Linked DNA regions of Mus musculus: region 1 is linked to region 2. Evidence: chromatin contacts called from public HiChIP or PLAC-seq data. All regions are on one chromosome and are shown on one strand. The core of a region is the stretch at or near the end of the contact, and the rest is flanking DNA. Distances in the headings are between cores, read along the strand shown. Region 1 holds the start of Igfn1 (immunoglobulin-like and fibronectin type III domain containing 1). Region 2 holds the start of Ppp1r12b (protein phosphatase 1, regulatory subunit 12B).

Region 1 (6,372 bases), core at 958-3,457, 1.1 Mb after region 2:
CACACAGTAAAATTCCTACTTCTGAAGAGAGGAATCCATGACAAGAAATATCAGCAAGCCAAACATGGAAACCTGTCCATTATCTGGGGTTCCTAATGGAATGATCATCTAGATTCCAAAAGGCCCAGCATTCTCGAGAACATCTTTAATCTCAGCACTCAAGTGGATCTCTGTGAGTTCAAGACCAACCTAGTCTACATAGTGAGCTCCAGGACAGCCAGAGCTACAAAGTGAGAGCTTGTCTTGAAACAAACAAACAAACAAACAAACAAACAGGAAGAGAGAAAAGATTCCAAAGGGCTTTAGTAAAATTTCAACTCCCTTTCGAGCACACAGGTATCCTATTTCTTAGGTCGGTGTTACTTCATGACTACGGATTTCTTTGTCAGACATCTCATGGTCCTGTCATCTCCAACATCCTGCCATCTCTATTCTAACTTAAGCTTCATCTTCCTGGCTTCATACAACGGCTAGTTTCCTTAACAAGTATAGCTTCTTCCTCAGCATCAGCCTTGTCCACAATGTTAAATTCCACCCTCTCATCTCCAACGGGCACATTCCTCATATCTTGCTTCCCTACTATTCCTGCCATCTTTACTCCTCTCTAGTTGTAGGCCCGTGTAAGCGCAGTGAACAACAACCATGCCACTGCGGGATGCTAGTGCTATCTTCTCTTGAGAGTTCCTCTGACAAACCAACTAGCTGATTACTTTAAAATTCTGCCCTAGTCAAGTTCTCAGGACATGGGCAGATATAGACAGGTTCTTTGCCACATAAATGGCCTGTGGTCCAGTTCCCAACATTTCCTCTTTTCCTTTGAAACCTCATGAACACCCCTCCAACCTCCCACCCCCCACGCCCCCACACACATACACACACACACTGAATACCTCTTCCAACATCCTGGCCTTCCAAACTCCCATCAGAATGACCTACTAAGCTCAGCTTGTGCTTTAATGCTTTTCCAGCTCCAAGTTCCATTCCCCACCCCCTGCCCCCCACATTCTTCCCAGAAACCAGTTCTAACACGGTCAGATTTGTCCCAGCCACAACCTCACTCTGGTTACTAGTTATTTTTCCGGTTGCTGTAGCAGAATATCTGGTAGGAGCAATGTAAGGAAGGAAGGAAGGAAGGAAGGAAGGGTCACCTTGGCTCACAGGACACATCCATCATGCAGGGGGCACAGCATCAGGCATGACATAAGTAATCACATAGTATCTTCAGCCAAGAAGCAGAAAGAGATGAAGAGCCAACATCCAGCTCTCTTTCTCCTGGACCCCGGGCCACAGGACAGTGATACCCACAGTTATCCTGGGTCTTCCCATCTCAATTGGTTTAGAAAATCCCTCACAGACATGTTGAAGGTTTGTTTCCTGTGGTTCTAGATCTCTTTAAGTTAATAATCAGTACTAATCAGATATTTAGATATTTAATGTTTTGGAGTATTAGAAATCTAGTCCACCAGGTCCTGGTCTTGACCCTAATAGACCCAAAAAGGATCTAGAATCTCAGTGGTAGGTGCTATGAATGTCTAAGACGTGGAGAAATACAGACACCATCAGAGGTCATAGAAAGAGATGTATGATCTTGGACATGGGACTTATATCTTGAGCCCAGTGACCTGGCTGCTCATATCACACTGTCCCCTTACCAGGAAAGGCCTCTGAGTACCCAGTGATTGTATTGATATGGGAGAAAAATCACATTAGGATTCCTCTGTGTAACTAGCAATTGAGACTAGCGAACTCTCCTCACAGTCCCTTGATATTTAGAGTAGGGCCTTCCAAATTCCAGGCTCTATTTATTTATTTTTCTATTTATTTTTAAAAAGAATTTCACTCTTATTATTAATTATAGATATAGTAAGGCACATGTGTACATGAGTGCAGGTGTCCATGGAGACCAAAGTGCTGGACCTCCTAGAACTGGATTACAGATGGTTGTGAGCAACTTGTTATGGATGCTAGAAATCAAATGTGAATCCTCTTAAAGAGCACTTTTAGCTGTTGAGCCATCTCTCCAGCACCTAGGTTTTATTTTTTGCAATGATAGGAATCAAACCTAGGGCCTCATTCATACAGACTAAAGCCCTGTAACTTCTTAAAGGTATGCAAAAATAAGCCAATAAATACCTTTTAACAAAGAAAAATAAAGGTATGCACTAAGCACATAATGTTTAACAGACCTTGTGTTCGCATCTCATTCATGCTGGGACATTTAGTAGAGGGCTGGCTGGGCTGAACAAGACACTAACATACATGTGTCCTCATGCCATGTCCCTCTGGGACTGGTTTTCCTGTGTCAGGTAACTGTAGGAACCTGCCCCCTCCTCCATATTCCTTCTTGCTCGTCCCTCTCAAAGATGGCAGGCTGCTGCTCTTCCCCAGGCTGAGCCAGCTGCAGTTGGCTATGATTAATGGCATCTATTAACAGCAAGTTGTAAACAGATCAGGTACACAGTGCCCATGAAGATCTCACCTCCCTAAACCCCTTGCCACCCCATGACTACTCTTTAACTTTCCAGGCTCCTGCTTCTCCCAGCCTGAGAAACATGGCCTAGGGAACGCTTTACTAAGGGACTCAAAATGTTTTGGAAGTAGGAAGCAAACCTATGGGGCAAAGTCCAGAATCCTAAAATTGGGCCAGGATGAAGGCCCAGGTCAGGGAAGCCGATTTGCAACAGCCTCAAAGAACTATCAAGGCTGCCTCTAGGCTGCCTGGACTTGGGCAAATTACCTCCCCATCTCTGGGCCTCAGTTTCCCTATTGAGTGAGCAATTGGCTCGAATATTTTCCAAACTCCTGCTAGAATCATTAGAGCCGCAGAGATCCTTATGGACATCGCTAATTAGTCCCTGCAAATAAGCAGGCTCACTCCACTTCCCCAACCAGCTACCAGTGTCTGTCCAAGCAATAGTTCGGTTTCCTTCTGGTTAATTATAACCAATTTAAGAACCAAACCACAATTTCTTAGGGGGAACATCCAGAGGAGGATGGGAGACCCTCAGTCCAGAAGAACCCATAACTTTCTGAAGATTCTCTCCTTTAACCCACAGAATAAGGACATGCCTAGGAGGTCAGCTTAACCCATTTGAACAGATGAGAAAAACGGGCCCACAGAGACACCTTGATGGCGGGTGAGTGGCAGCTGGAGAGATTAGGATTAGCGAGTCTGGGTCAGCCTCTGGTCTCTCAATGCTCCCCAGAACGCGAACTGAAAGCCTTTAAAGCCCGGAAACCCAGCCAACTATGAATGCAATCTGAGGTAGGTAATCTCTGCGTGTGAAGTGATTATGTGTAAAAACAGTGGATTAGTGTGTCCGTGCAGCTATGTCTCCTGGGATCAGCGGGACCTAGCCTCTTACCCCGCCTTGGGACACAGAGCGGTGACCTCCCTAATGCAATGCAAGACCACCAGCACTCGCGCGTGGAGCTCAGTAACCCCGTACATTCTGCTGTACGTCTTCACCCGGTTTTCCGCAGCGACCTAAGCCTTTTGCATTCTGGGCAGGAACGCTGTGGGTTGAGATCCTGACCTGGGGGCTCGCGCACCCCCACAGCAGGAAAGCACAGAGGCTCTGCAGCAGGATCCTCCCTTCTCAGAAATCCTTCCAAGCTCTGGGGAAAGCTGAAGCCAGTGGGCAGCCCGCTACACCGCAGACGGTCCGGGAGATGTGTCACATTTTTCTCCGGGTTAATTACCTCGGGCTGGGAATCCGAGCCGTATCTGTCTCGGGCACAACAAGCCTTGTCGCCTGGTGGGAGAATCTTAATCTTTCTAAGGTGACAGCTGCTGGCCTGGGACAGAAATGTCCTTATTCTGGGGGCGCCACCTGTTGCACTAAACTGCAAAAAAGCCCAGGAGTCTAGATTGAGGTGGAGCCTTTCGGAACAGGGTGACCAGGATTGGACAGATGGAATGTCAGATTACCCGTAGGCGGGGCTAGGGTCGGACTTGGCTTAGAAGGAAGTCTCTCTTGGTGAGCCCCACCCACTTTATCCCTGAAACACACAGGGCACTTGCCCTTTGCGTCCACATGGGCAAATATTTAACCTTTCCATTTTTGCAGTGGCTTGTGAGTCTGGGTGTCCTGCAGAGTTTGACACATAACAGGCACCCGATACCTGTTTGTTGAATGTGTAAGTCCATCAGCTTGTCTGTCTCCTAGGAAAGTGCTGTTCCCAGACTAGCACGTATTTCATCACAGGGTTATGACTTGTCACGTGTGTCGCTAAGTAAAATGCTAAGCATCCAAATGGGCGTGTTTATCACTTTCAAAGGTAAGTCAGATGAGATCGACAATTTTTTGTTTTTCATTTTAAATTTGTTTTTAAAGTTTGTTTGTTTGTTTGTTTAATTTTATCTATATGAGTACACCGCAGTTGTCTTCAGACATACCAGATGAGGGCATCGGATCCCACTACAAATGGTTGTGAGTCACCATATGGTTGCTTGAAATTAAACTCAGGACCTCTGGAAGAGCAATCAGTGCTCTTAACTGCTGAACCACCACTCTGACTCCTCGATATTATTTCTAATCAACCTAATAACTTGAGCTGGTGGAGTGTATGATATCAGCTATTTGGAATTTTGAGACAGGAAGATTGCTGGAACCCCGGATTTTGGAGTTAGCCTGGGCAACATAGTGAAACTCATCTCTTAACAACAAACACAAATTACAATAATTGCCTTGCAAGTGGGACAGAAAAGGGTGAAGACTGTGGGGGATGCTGGCTGTTTGCTGCTTCTTTTGCTAATAACAGCTTCTGATGACATCTTGGGAGATGGCCTTGGGTGTATCATCTGACCTTTCTGCTAATCAACAGGCATTAGACCAAGTCCAGAGCATGTAACTAACTCTCTTCTATAGAGATGGGAGGGACCATCACTGCAGACTTACCCCTGTGGAATGCTATGAGGGAGCGGGAGCGCTCTCTTCCTTCCTCTTCATGTCTAGTTCCTTGGCCATTTCTTAGACTATATGAATTTCACACTTACTTTCTGTGTTTGACTATTCAGTGTCTGTTGCTTAAGACTAAAGCATCCTAACTGTGGGAATCACAACCACGTATTCCTGCTTTAGACAACCTGGTAAACATCCTTCCTTGATGCTAAACTGAAAAAAATCCTCGGTGCCTCCTTTAGACCCCATGAACTACAAATTCTATCCCTCTTCCCCAGGACATGCCTTGGCATGGTTAAGAGAGTTGTCATCCCCCAGATTCTCATATGATGTTCAAGGCATCCATTGCATTGACCCCTGTCTAAGTGCATTCTCGTATGTGCTCTTCGTGGTCTGTGTCCCTAAATGGAAGATAGCACTCAGCTAGATGGGTGAAAGATTCACTCGAGATCCATGGTTCTCAATCTGTGGGTCGCCACCCCCTTGGAAGTCAAGTGACCCTGAGACCATGGAAAACACAGATATCTGCATCACAATTCATAATAAAAACAAAAATACAGTTATGAAGTAGTAAGGAGATAATTTTATGGCTGGGGGGGTGGTCACCACAATATAAGGAACTATATTAAAGGCATTATATCACAGCATTAAGAAGGTGTAAACCGCTGATCTAGATAGAATTTGTTTTAATTTAGCCATTAGGCTCTAAGCTTTGTTAAGTCACACCAAGGTCAAGTGAGCTTGCTTATTCACTCTTATCAGCCACATTATACTGGACTATCCACCGATGCATCCTCCACTATTCACCCCTTGTATTTACGTAAGTGGGAAACAGACTCAGCCTTCATTTCAATAATGCATTTTTTTAAACTGATGTTCTCTTTTCTTGTATTCTTCTTATCCCTTCTAATTGTGGTTTGGATCAGAAATGTCCCCGACAGGCTTCTTATTCAATGCTCCAGTTCCCAGCTGGTGGCATCATCTGGAAGATGGTTTAAAGCTCAGGAGATGGGGCCTGGCTGGAGTTGAGTAGGAGAGGGCCAGTGAAGGTTATAACTAAGATCCAGTCCCTGGGACTGGAGAGATGGCTCAGTGGGTAAGAGCACTGATTGCTCTTCCAAAGGTCCTGAGTTCAAATCCCAGCAACCACATGGTGGCTCACAACCATTTGTAAAGGTATTTGTTGCCCTCTTCTGGTGTGTCTGAAGACAGCTACAGTGTACTTACATATAATAAATACATCTTTGGGACAGAGCAAGCAGGGCTGGAAAGAGCAGGGCTGGAGCGAGAAGGGGAAAAAAAATCCATTCCCTTCACCCCCTGCTTTCCATTAACTCTCAGTGGAAAGAGCCTTCTCTTCTACAGACCCCATCTGCCCTGACATTTCACTTCACCATGAGTCACCATGAATCACACTTGGTGGAACCCAGCATTGAAATCTTTGAAACCATGAACTACAACTGTTCTT
Region 2 (6,484 bases), core at 2,209-4,708:
CGTCTTCATCAGGTAGCTCAAAGCCAGCTTGGGCTATATACATTTCAGGCTAGCCTAAATTATGGTGTGAGGCCCTTTCTGCAAGGAAAAAGAAAACAAACCAAAAAACACGCAAAACAGAAAGTCATTTGGCTTGACATTAACTCTTTGAGCAGAGTAATAATCTTTAACTGAAATTGTCTATTACTGAGTATACATATTCAATCTGAATGTCATTAGTTATTGTCTACAACTATGAAGAAACACCATGACCAAGGCAACTTAGTAAATCTAGAGCAATTCTTCTATTACACTTGTAGATAAGAATTATCCCAAAGCTAGCATCCCTTCCTCTCCTACTTCTATAGATTACTGAACGTAAAGGATGCATCAGCTGAGAGACAGCGCCCTTCAGAAGCAAAGCTGTTGGTGAAGGGAGGAAAGGCAGGAAGGCAATCAGTCTCCTGGTAAAGGCAGAGAGAGGCAGAACCGTGAGTGACTTCCCCGAGTAATAGTAAAATGTATGAAGGACTACACTTAAATAGCACAGTCACTTGGAAAATAATCAAGTGTCAGATGGTCAACATGCTTGCTGAGCACGCCTGCCTGCTGCCTGCCTGCCTGCCTGCCTGCCTGCCTGCCTGCCTGCCTGCCTGCCTGCCTGCTACCTGCCTGCCTGCCCGCCTGCCTGCCTGCCCGCCTGCCCTCCTGCCCGCCTGCCCGCCCGCTTGCTGCCTGCCTGCCTGCCTGCCTGCTACCTGCCTGCCTGCCCGCCTGCCTGCCTGCCCGCCTGCCCGCCTGCCCGCCTGCCCACCCGCTTGCTGCCTGCCTGCCTGCCTGCCTGCCTGCTGCCTGCTGCCTGCCTGCCAACTAAGTTAGATCCATCTCCAGAACCCGCGATGGAAGGAGAAAAGTGGCCCCCCTAAGTTGTCCTTTTCAACTCCACACAAACATGATGGCATACACATATACACATATGTACACAAACACACACTAATCAAAATAAAAATAGTAAAAGAAACGCTGTTGCTAAGTTATACTATATTATACTAAAAAATAACAATAATACTTAATATTAAGATGGAGAATGAATGAAGACACCCAGCTGAGCTCTGCTCCTCACATGTATGGAGAAGTCACCCTTCCAAGAGTTCAAATATTTAGTTTAAATCGTATTTAAAGTTGACTGTCGTTCTCTTACCACATTCTATACCCAGTTCTTTACTCGGTGGGCTAAGGGGCTTTGTGCTTGAAATCTGAAAAATCAATACCACAGGTAACTCTCCTCCTTCCTAGGATCTCACACATATAAAGTTTCTGAAGTTTCGCCTTCCCCCTCTGTATATGGGAGTCACATTATTACCAACTACAGCCACTGCAGAGGAACACTACCAAAATTACATGAGAGAAGACACAGGAAATCATTCTTAAACAGCAAAGTACTATATAAAAACTGGTTGCTATGTATAAAACTTTAGGTGGGATCCTGAATAAAACAGGCTGAGAGGAGAATTTTCTTCCATATGAAGAGAGCAATCAGAACAATATTAAGCTATTAACTAAGTATATTTAAGGAAGGGGCTTAATGTAAACTTGAATTATTATTTAAAAGTGGTTTTGTTTTTGAGGGTTGGGGGGAGTGTTATTGTTTGATTGGTTGGTTTTTTGAGACAAGGTTTCTCAAAAAAGGTTTCTCCCCTGTCCATCCTGGAACTCACTCTATAGACCAGGCTGGCCTCAATCTCAGAGATCTGATTGCTTCTGTCTCCGATGTTCTGGGATTAAAGGCATGGTCATCACCACCCGACAAAAAGTTGAATCTTATGTGCACTCATTCAGGTTGCACATACAGCAAAGGAAAACTAAGAAAGAGAGCTGTGAGCTGTGGATGTAGCTCTGTCGGTAGAGTTCTTGCCTGGCTTGATCCTCAGCACTGCCCAGACTTTGCAGTCCCAGCACTGGGGACATAGAGGCAGATGGATCAGCTACATGGAGAGTTCTAAGTCAACCTGAACTACATGAGCATCTGTGTGGTTGTTTTTTAAAAATAAAATAAAATAAAATAAAATAAAAATAAAAGAGAGGTGAAGGAAGAGGAAGAGGAAAAAGGAAGGAAAAAAGAAAGAAAGAAAAGAGAGAAAGAAAAGAGAGAAGGAAAGAAAGAGAAGAGACGAGAAGAGAAAAGAGTGGGTGCCCAGGTCTCAGCTCACCAAAATAACTGGCGAAGTTCAAATGGGGAGAGAGGGTGGAGTTATGACAGTCAGTATACAGAGAATATTGTTGCATAAGTGAGAGAAATCAAGGCGTTATTATTAAGCACAAGAACTCTCAGATTACCTGTAACTCGTATATATAGTCATTTCTTTTTTCGAAGGTTACCATTTCTACAGACAGATTCAGAAATAAAGTTGAAAGCCTACTCCATAAGTCCTAGACAGAAATAATTCTGTCCCTGACTGAAGTAGTGCTGCTGTAGAGAAAATGAGACACCCATAACAATGAGGTCAAGGGTGTTCTAAGGGTGGCCTGGAGAAGACACAAATCACACATCAGCAAAACAAGTGGCGTTTCAAAAAAGCTGCCTGTCTCCATCCACTAGTGGGGTTTCCCTTTAATTGACCCTAAGACATTTTAATAACTAGGCCACGCAAATAGAAAGTTGAATTTTCTGAAAGGGGAGCAGGCTAATGACAGTGTGAGTGGCATGAGGTACAGGCACAGGAGAGAAGTAAAGATGACTAATCTATAAAGATAACACCAAGGACCAAATCATCAGTCACCATGACAACCCAAGTAGGTGGAGGGAAATACAAACACTGACCAGTCACCCGGGTGACACCAGTCCTTCAAGTAAAGACCCACACCCTGGTTATGAGTGGAAGAGGGTGGCCAAGAATGTGAGTTGACTGAAGTGGCATGGTCTTTGCAAGAGGGCTTTGCGGTGACACTATATATACTCTTGGTGAGGCAACTCACCGGGGTCACAAGCTTGCAGGTCAAAGACCCCACACAACAGAAAGAGAAGTCCTACCTGGTGCAGGGCTGTCAAGCCGTCCACGTTGACCGTGTTGATGTCCGCACCTCTTGCCAGAAGCTTTTTCACCTCGTCCGTGTCCCCGCTGGAGCAGGCAGCTAGAAAGACCGCACCGTCTTCGAAGCGGACCCTGGGGCTCCCGCGTCTGGTCTGCAGCTGGCGCCCCGCGCCCTGTCGCTCCGCGGGCTCCTGCTCTGTCAGCGAGCCTCGCCAGCGCCGCAGCTGCTCAGCCCGCCGCGCTCGCGCCGACTCTGCTCGCTTCCCTCCCAGGTGCTCCAGCTCCGCCATTGCTCGAGCTTCCGCAGCTGCTGCCAAAAGTACCACCACAAGACTGTTGGTAGCCCTGTGTGGCCACTGCCGCCTCCCTCGGAGGGCTTCAGCCAGGGAATGAAGGCGGAGGCCCCCGCGCCGCCATCTTTACTCCTCCCGCTAGTAGCACCGCCCACATGCTCCCTTAGCTTCAGCACGCACGCGCTGCCCAACCCCGCGTCAGTACGGGACTTGTAGTAGGAGACCTGCCCTGAGGGCGCACTGGAGCCCTACGGGAACTACACATCCCTGGATGCATTACAAACCAGTCAAGGACAAGCTGCACCCTCCTCCGAGGGGGAATCTAGCACCTATGCCTGGAAGAAGCTGCAACTGTCTCCCAGACCGGTGGCATCCTCTTTCTCTAAGCATTTTGGGAATCGTAGTTTTTTTTATTGCTGCGATCACTAAGCTGAACTCCCTCCCTAATAGTCACTTAACACTTCAAGAGTGGAAAAAGCAGCAGTAATTACCCTTATTTTCTAGAAAAGAAGACTAAACATGAAGTAACAGAAGGATGATATTTCATGTCCTGTTTTTTTTTACATCTAGTTTTATTAACATGTATTAGTTATGAACGTGCATGGAGAAAAGTATGCATACACATACAGTATTATAGTTTTACATAAATTATTTTCAATATGACATTCACTCCAGGTCCAAAAAGATTCCTGACTGTTGAAATTTTTCATTTCACAAATTTCACACACACACACACACAAAATGTGAACACGATTAGGTCATCAGAAAAAAGAACTTTTATTATTTCCTAACAAATGAACACTTGCCCGTTGCTCATTTTCTATTGGAATAAACTAGGAATCAAATGTTGAAGAAATAAGTAATGCCAGGCAACTCACACCTGTAACCCCTGCACCCAGGTTGCCAGGAGTTTTAGAGCAACCTGGACTACACTGTGAGTTCAAGGTTAGCCTGGGCTACAGAGTGAAACCTGTCAAATCTATTCCCCTGTGAAAAACAAACCACAAAAGGCAAGACATTCAACGTCATCCTTTGCTGCATAGGCAGTTCCCGGTGGCCTGGACGACGTGACACTTAGTCTCAATAAAACAAAAGCTCTTTAACAAGTAATGAGATTTTCTTGGTAATTTGTCAACATGGAACCTCTTCTTATTAATAATTAAAATTACCCAAGTTCTCAAATAGAACTCTGCCAAATTGATAAGAGAGATATTGATACCAAGATAACGTAGGAACCAGGCATGGTGACACGCACCTGTTATCTTGGAGGATCAAGAGTCTGAGACCAGGCTGGCAAGATGGCTCAGCAGTTAAGAGCAATGACTGCTCCTCTGAAGGTCCTGATTTCAAATCCCAGCAACTACATGGGTTGACATGTCGACAAATTACCAAGAAAATCTCATTACTTGTTAAAAAGCTTTTGTTTTATTGAGACTAAGTGTCACGTCATCCAGGCCAGCCAGGAACTGCCTATGCAGCAAAGGATGACTTTGAACCAGATAGCTCACAACCATCTGTAATGAGATCTGATGCCCTCTTCTGGTGTGTCTGAAGACAGCTACAGTGTACTTACATATAGTAAAATAAATCTTGAGAGAGAGAGAGAGAGAGAGAGAGAGAGAGAGAGACCAGCCAAAGCAGCAGAAGGAGACTGCCTCAAATACAAACACATAGAGAAACTAGGAGAGATGATGTAGCCGTGAGCTTCTTGCAGCCCTCCTGCCCTGGTTTAATAGCACGGCCCTGGTAAACAACAGCCACTCAGTTTTGCATTTCACTGCTGCATCCTACTTTGCCAATAGACTGGCTTCTAGTAAGACCTTTTAAAGTAGGATAAAATTTTCAGGGACCAATAATGTTACACCTTGTGGGACTATGTTCTGTTTTGTTTGGTTTGAGATGGAGTCTCATTTACTCAGGCTGGTCAAAGATGAATGTGAGATCCTGATCCTCCTGCTTCCACTTCCCGTGGTTTGACTCTGTTCTTTTTGTATATTCTCTCTCTCTCTCTCTCTCTCTCTCTCTCTCTCTCTCTCTCTCTCTCTCTCTCTCTCTCTCTCTCTCCCTTCCTCCCTTCCCCTCTCCCTTCCTCCCTCCTCCCCCCTCTGTCCTTTCTTTCATTCTTTATTTAAATTACTGTTTTTTGAGAATGGTTCTCTACTGTTTAGGTTGTCAAGAACCCCATGATATTCCTCCCACTTTGGCCTCCCAAGGGCCAGGAATAAGCCACCATATTTTGTTTTGTTTTTTTATAAGCTTAAAATTTAACAATAACTCAGTCTTGGGGCTGGGGATGTACCTTAGTTTTCAGAATGATGGTCTGACATAAACCAGTCAAAAACATTTGTCTGTGGGCTGGAGAGGTGGCTCAGGGGTTAAGAGCACTGACTGCTCTGCCAGAGGTCCTGAGTTCAAATCCCAGCAACCACATAGTGGCTCACAACCATCTGTAATGGGATCCGAGGCACTCTTCTGGTGTGTCTGAAGACACCTGCAATGTATTCGTGTATATATAAGGAATAAATAAATCTTTTAAAAAGTTTTTGTCTGTAATTATAGCACTCTGAACGTGGGAGCAAATGGATCAGAAATTCAAAGCTATCTTTCTGTAGGGGGGTTGAGGCCACCCTATCAACGTGCTGGGGCAGGGCCCTGGCAATACATGAATCTTTACATTTTTTTAAGAGTATTTAAGAAACTTAAGCTATCAAACTTGTTCAGTGAGCTGACAGTATACATTTATTCTTTGAAATTTTTGGTTGGGTGAAGGTGATTTGGGAAAAAACAAACAAACATAGCTTTAATTTTAAGTAAGAAAACCTTTTCAAGTTTACAGAGACAGATGTTTTATAGTATAGTTTTTGACTGATGTAGTTAAAGCAATTAAGATAATAATAATTATTATTGTTCTTACGAACCACATAGCTGGAAGATACATTTCTCTCCAATTAGGTGGGTATGCACTTAAATTATCTAAAGAATTAAGCCTTTTATGCTTTCTGTAAAAGTCTCCAAAGAAAGTGTTATCCTCTTACTTCTACAAGAAAAAAGAAAAAAACAAATACTCCAGTTACAGTAAGAAAGTAGTGTTCTCCCTGTTTCTGGAACCTCCCACTGTCGAGACTGATTTTTTCTGAGACAGCGTCTCTTTTGCCGTAGGCTGAACCTGTGCTTTTATGA

Evidence for each region. HiChIP or PLAC-seq counts read pairs in DNA pulled down with a chosen protein or histone mark.
Region 1: a FOXA1 HiChIP or PLAC-seq map of pancreatic cancer cells shows a contact between it and region 2. The contact joins the promoter of Igfn1 here to the promoter of Ppp1r12b in region 2. A contact is called at or near these places in 1 of 39 promoter capture datasets (liver) and 1 of 115 datasets of contacts at active chromatin or transcription factors (pancreatic cancer cells).

The regions. Positions count from the first base shown.
Region 1 is chr1:136,004,135-136,010,506 of GRCm38.p6, forward strand. Igfn1 (immunoglobulin-like and fibronectin type III domain containing 1) reads right to left here and starts at 2,208. Exons shown (of 27, transcript NM_177642.3): 1 at 2,187-2,208. The coding sequence starts at 2,208. It also overlaps a transcript of Tmem9 not described here.
Region 2 is chr1:134,952,482-134,958,965 of GRCm38.p6, forward strand. It overlaps Ppp1r12b (protein phosphatase 1, regulatory subunit 12B), which reads right to left and starts at 3,459. Exons shown (of 24, transcript NM_001368827.1): 1 at 3,011-3,459. The coding sequence starts at 3,301.